Linked DNA regions of Mus musculus: region 1 is linked to region 2. The links are chromatin contacts, called in public promoter capture Hi-C maps. All regions are on one chromosome and are shown on one strand. The core of a region is the stretch at or near the end of the contact, and the rest is flanking DNA. Distances in the headings are between cores, read along the strand shown.

Region 1 (3,092 bases), core at 278-2,777, 1.1 Mb after region 2:
GGAGCCCGGGAAGTTTCTAGCCAGTCAGTCACAGGTGCTAAGAACCAACTTTGATCCTCTGAAAGAAAGGCAGTGCTCTTAGCCATCATCTCCCTAGCCCCCTTATATTTCTAATGATATGTTTAAACTCAGCTTTTAGAAGGCACTGAAAAACAAACTCCATTTAACAAGCTAATTCAGAGAATTTAGGGCTGGGGATGTGACAGCCAGCTGTAACTTGGGGGCACTGTTACTGCTGGTCCAGAAACAGGCTGCTCTCAGTTATTAGAGACACTTCCCTCGGTAAACCATTATCCTATAATCTCATTCTATTATTGACATTCCAGGTCAAAGGTCAGTGGCCTTTAAGGGATGCCTGGTACTATAGTAAGTTTCTTTAGCTGTCCCAGGGGAGTTATATGTACATTATTACACAGGACGATTCTCTTGCCCAGCTGTGGATTCCATAGATAAGGTACATCTTTTGTATATTATGTAACTTGCCCTATTCTGTAGGTGGTGTGCAGCTATGATATCTACTTTATAAAGCTTTCCTTTAGCCTTCTTCCAGCATGCTGTTTGGCTCTAAAGCCGCTGTCCTTCAGGTAGGAGTAAGAATGCACTTATTTAATTTAAATTTGAATTGAGTCTGTCTTTGGTCTTTCCCAGGGGATTGGAACACAACAAAAGAATAATGCATTTAATCTGCCTTGGAGACAGGTCTCACTGTGTAGCAGTATAGGGCAGTGTTGGCTTTAATTTTATCATTTTCCTGCCTCAGCCTCCTGAGTGTTGGGTAATTGCCAATAGGCCTGCTCATCCTACCTGTCATTTTGTTTGTAGACAGGTACATGTGTAGTACTGGCCGTCCTGGAACTCAGAGATCTGCCTTGCTCTGTCTCCTGGGTTCTGGGACTAAAGGCATGCGCTAACTCGCCAAGATTCAAGGTCAGCCTACTTTGAATCTACACGCCAGACTCAGCAGCATTGCCCATAAAGCAAAGCAAGCCTGCTGCGCATGTGCACTTGTGCCGCACCGGCCTACGTGAGGCTTCGCTGGCTGGTCATGGCGGCGGTAGAGGGCGGCGCCGGCTCCGCCCTCCAGGAGACGCAGTAGAGCAGAACTTACGACGCTAACTTGATTGAGCGGGCCAGGCCGCGGCCACTGAGCAAGGCGCTCTGAGGTCGCCGCGATTCGGCCTCGTCCGCTCGGTCAGCGCACTCTTCCTGCCTCATACGCCCGCCTTTGCCAACTTTCCCCATTAGTCCTTAACCAGGCAAAAACTGACAGGAGGATATGTCCCGGCCGGGCAACTACTAGTCGAGGGACAAGCTCCACCCCCGTTCTCTGATTGGCTCCTGGGAGGGACCTGCCACTTCCTCACACTCTCATTGGCTTAAGCGGCGGAGGCGGGGTGAGCGTGCCATACCATCCTTGCACTCTTTTCATTGGCTCAGGGGTGTGGCTCATCTTGCTTAGGCTCTCTCATTGGTCTACTACAGTCCTTGGGGCGGGGCCTCCGTGCAAGAAGACAACAAAGGGTCGCAGGTCGCTAGCGGGCGGCAGGCGGCGGTGTTCCAGTCTTCCTTACTCCTCACAGCTTAGGCGCGTCGGCCTCCTGCCAGTCCCACTCCAGATGAAGTGTGAGCACTGCACACGAAAGGTGGGTGCGTCGTCCGGCGGGGCTAGGGGCGAAAGCCAAGGCTGGAATCGGTGGTGAGGGTCGGGCTCAGCCGGGTGCACCTTGCTCTGTTATGTCGGCCTCTGACAGCCATCACCTGTCTGCAGAGGACTGGGCGGCGAGCTGGCTGTTGTCCACTGCAGGCGAGTGCACCGCCGGGACTGTCCGTGGAAGCTACTGTTCTGGGGCCGGGGATTGATCTCAGTCCCGGCACCCTGTTGTGGAAGTGAACGATTAATAAAGTAATTAGAAATGATGCTTTGAGCGGCTCTTCTACTTAAACAACAACAAACTTCAATACAACGAAGTGGAGAAGGAATAAAGGGCAGGCAGGCCCTCCTGTCCTGCTCCACTAGGTGGCTGAAGTGACTGACAGCTGCCTCACTTGCCTTCACACGTGATGCATGTGCAGGAATCTCGTTTGGTTTTTTGTTTTTTTACAGGAATTGTATCATATCCAAATACTCCATACGTTGTTTTTTTTTTTTTTCAGAGAATCGCCTGTAATCTTGTGTAATAGCCACATCTAAATGTTCTTATATATATTACCGTTAGATCACTTCCTGTTCTTCATTACTACTACAAACAATACAAATGGAGGGTGTGAGTGTTTATGTGTACCCTTCTATAAGTATGGATGATTTTATTTTGTAGAAAGGGTTTCTTAGAAGTAAGATCGACTGCTCAGGATATGTTTTGGTTTTTGGCATCACACTAAATTATTCTTGACTGAGCTCGGTGGTACACACCAATGATCCCAGTGCTTGAGAGACTGAGGCAGGAGCTCAAAGTTAGACAGTGCAATTTATCAAGACCCTATCTCATTAAAAAAAAATATGGTAGCACACATCTTAATCTGAGCACTCAGGAGGCAGAGGCAGACTTTCTGTGAATTTGAGGTCAGCCTGGTCTACATGGTGAGTTCCAGGACAGCCAGGACTATGTAGAAAGACTTGATCTAAAAAGGAAAAAAATAGATAAATAAAAATAGAGAAAAGAAAAATAATTTTCCTTTCTAACATCCCCCATCCTTTTTTTTTTTTTTAAAGGAATGTAGTAAAAAATCAAAAACTGATGACCAGGAGAATGTGTCCAGTGATGGGGCCCAGCCAAGCGATGGGGCCAGCCCAGCCAAGGAGAGTGAAGAGGCAAGTAGATGCTTCGGGTTTGTGTCAGCCTAACGTGAGCGTGAGTGGATCGGGTTTGTGTCAGCCTAACGTGAGTGTGAGTGGAGTGGCTACTGTTGTTTCTTCTGTCCAGTCTTATACTACCTTGCACTTCACTGCTCTAAGAAAGACTGAAGTAAAAGTGGGAAGAGCCATGTATAGGACAGTCTTGAGTCTTCTCAAACATACCAGGCCAGGAACTGCTTGAGAAATAGGAATATTGTGGTACAGTGTTGAAACCTTATTCTATAAAATGGAAGGAACT
Region 2 (3,132 bases), core at 45-2,544:
CACGTAGGCACTCCAAAGACACCCAAAACCATCCCCCAACAACTCAACACTGGGGTTCACAACACAGATGTCACCCCAGAGGATCTAGCTCTGTCCTCCTGTCTACATCTATTAACCATATCAAATACCCTACCCGGGAACCCTAGATACAGTCTCAATCAGGATAGGTTGTTGAGGATCAAAAACTCATTGATTAAAAAAACTTGTTTTCTATTTTTAGCCTGGGATGTGAACGACAAAACACACGAAGTAGTTGTTAGTCTACTATTAAATTATCAACAACCCATTTTCACTTCCAAATGTCTATCCCGGATTAATCTTCCACCTCATCTCCTGGGAGTCATCAGATAGGAGGAGTGGTCTCTGCCTTGATAACCCACTGTTTCAATAGAACAGGACAGCAGCCCGCGTGGCATGGATGAGCGACGGGGAACCCCGCCACTCCCTTTGTTAAGAGAGTCATTACCCAATTTGACGTTTCCATCTGCTTCCGCAACTCACTGGCAGACACAACAAAGCCACGTAGAAATGACCATCTTTTCATGTGGCATTCAACACAGAAATAACACCAAACTTTTTTGTATGCCGGCTTTTCCAACTGCGGTGACACATGATACAGATCAGACCAAACGAATGCTTTAAATCGCCTTGAGTAAAGGTGAGTAGCCGAAGCCGAGGACCGGCATGCTTCCGTGCCATGCAGTCGGTCAGAGTCAAAAACAGGACCAACAAAACCACTATCAATCCGCTAACGTATCCTTCTCTGTGCCTTTCCGTACAGTGTGAGCAACCGCTGAGCGCGCAGATCCGGACCGCGACTCGCTTCGGGGACGTTGCTTGGGTCTCTTCCCGACCCGCGGTGCTCACACCCCCTTCCCACCAAACGAGCACTTCAACCTGATGCCCCCGCGCCCTCGACTCACCTGCTTGAAGCAGAAAGGCATGGTGAGCACGCTGACGCCCACGATGCTGTTCACCACGTTCGTGATCAGCCCCCACTTGGAGGTGGAGGCGGCCGTCATTTTGAGGGTCTAGGGACCAGGACAGAGCGACCCTAGATAACCCTAAACCTGAAGCAGGGGGGGCCGCGGACAGGCGTCGCGAGGTCAGCCTCCAGACCCTGCCAGGCTCCGCAGCAGCCTCATAGCCATGGTTCCAGGTTCCCGCCTCCGCCTCCCCAGAGTGAAGCGGGAACCCGGAAGCGCCGCAGGCAACGCTAGCAACACCTCAGCTCCGCTTCGCTGCCTCCGGCACCCAAACTTCCGCCTTCGGAGCCTACTCTACCAGGAAGTGACGGTATCAAAGGGCGGGATGAGGCGGGACGCCAGCCAACTAGAAGTAGGTGTGTATGCCCGAGGAGGCGTGGTTTGGGTGGGCCCAGAGGCGGAGCTAGGCGTAACTCTGGCCAATAAGAAGTATGTGGGGGGAGGGACGGCGGGACGTGGGGCGGGGTCTGAATCAGGGCGGGGCTACAATCTGGGTTAGGGGTTCCAGGCTTAGACTAGTGACTGTGGCCGCTGGTAGAAGAGTCATTTGCTGGGTACAACCTCTAGTGGAACAACAGGAGAGAAAGAGAAGGACTACCTTTCAGGTGAGGAGTGGGCTCTTGAGGGTTAATTTTCAGGTCCTTGCGCACAGGAAGGATTTTGGGTCACAATTGGAGGACCTGTCTAGACTGAATGCCAACTTATTGGGACAAAATTAGCACTTAACGTTTTACAGATAAAAATCATCGGGACACCGGGAGGTTCAGAGACTCAGCAAAGTCACAACAGCCTGGAGGAGGGAGCATGGAGATGTGTCTGTTTGATACGCTAAGTGGGTGAAAATGGTCTACTGCCCTAATATGAAAGAAAACCAGAGGAAAGGTAAAAAGGAGAGACTAGGGAAATCTAGGATTTCAAGAGATGGTGGCTTCTGTACTGGAAGGACTAATGAGAATTCTTCCTGGAGTAATGGACATTAAAGAGACTAGAGAAAAGAGAACGCTCCAACACCTAAGTGGATTACTGGCACCTGGCAGTGTTCTTTATGGTGGTGTCTGTGGTGAATGAAGGCCTAGGGACCTGAGGTCCAAGAAAGACCCCACAATGATTCCAGGAGGCCAGAGCTGTGCATGCAAGGAGGAACTTCAAGCTGCCTAAAGAGGCTCTCCTAGAAAACAATTTGAGGCCCATGCAAGATCTCAGACAAGGGACAAATTCTTCCAGCATCAGGCAGAGCAGCTTCTAGAGATGAGAGAGAGAGAGAGAGAGAGAGAGAGAGAGAGAGAGAGAGAGAGAGAGAGAGAAAGGAAAAGCTAGAAAGAGCAATTGGTGGCATGAGCCATTAATCCCAGCGTTCAGGAGGCAGAGACAAGCAGCTCTCTTGAGTTTGAGGACAGCCTGGTCTACATAAGTGAGTTCCAGGACAGCCATGGCTACGTGGAGAAACCCTGTCTCGAACAAAAAAAAAAAAAAAGGAGTAATTGAATACAAAGCCAGAATAGGGTTGGAGAGATGGCTCAGTGGTTAAGAGCACTGACTGCTCTTCCAGAAGTCCTGAGTTCAGTTCCCAGCAACCACATCATAATGGGATCCAATGCCCTCTTCTGGTGTGTCTGAAGACAGCAACTGTGTACTCATATACATTAAATAAATAAATCTTTAAAAAGAAAAAACCAAAATACTAAGTGTCTGTATTCATCGTTTGTAAGTGAAGTCATTGTCCACAATCTATCTGACCCGTTTCTGTGTTTCCATATTCATGTATCTGATGTTCATCCCTAAGAAGGGGCTGCTCAGGGCTGGAGAGATACACTGACTGCTCTTCCAGAGATCCTGAGTTCAATTCCCAGCAACCACATGGTGGCTCACAACCATCTGTAATGAGATCGGATGCCCTCTTCTGGTGTGTCTGAAGACAGCTACAGTGTACTTAGAGAGAAAGAAGAAGAAGAAGAAGAAGCAGGTAACTTTTCAGTTCATCATGGGATTGGGAACATAGACATAAACATGGTGATAGAAAGCCATCTTACACTTTGGGAACAGGGCAGGACCTGAGCAGAAGTGGAGCAACAGGTGGGAAGGAGCCTGGAGGTCTAGACACCATCACAATCACAAAGCAGGCCACTCTGACACTCCCTCTCCACTC

What was found. Capture Hi-C pulls out chosen DNA fragments and counts their contacts.
Region 1: a promoter capture Hi-C map of liver shows a contact between it and region 2. The contact joins the promoter of Narf here to the promoter of Slc38a10 in region 2. A contact is called at or near these places in 2 of 39 promoter capture datasets (the SN4741 cell line and erythroid cells) and 1 of 9 other capture datasets (liver).

Annotation. Positions count from the first base shown.
Region 1 is chr11:121,235,709-121,238,800 of GRCm38.p6, forward strand. Narf (nuclear prelamin A recognition factor) reads left to right here and starts at 1,528. Exons shown (of 11, transcript NM_026272.3): 1 at 1,528-1,643; 2 at 2,711-2,809. The coding sequence starts at 1,617.
Region 2 is chr11:120,150,057-120,153,188 of GRCm38.p6, forward strand. Slc38a10 (solute carrier family 38, member 10) reads right to left here and starts at 1,295. Exons shown (of 17, transcript NM_024249.5): 1 at 924-1,295. The coding sequence starts at 1,022. It overlaps Gm11769 (a long non-coding RNA gene), which reads left to right and starts at 351. Exons shown (of 3, transcript XR_389232.4): 1 at 351-658; 2 at 782-1,342; 3 at 1,723-2,665.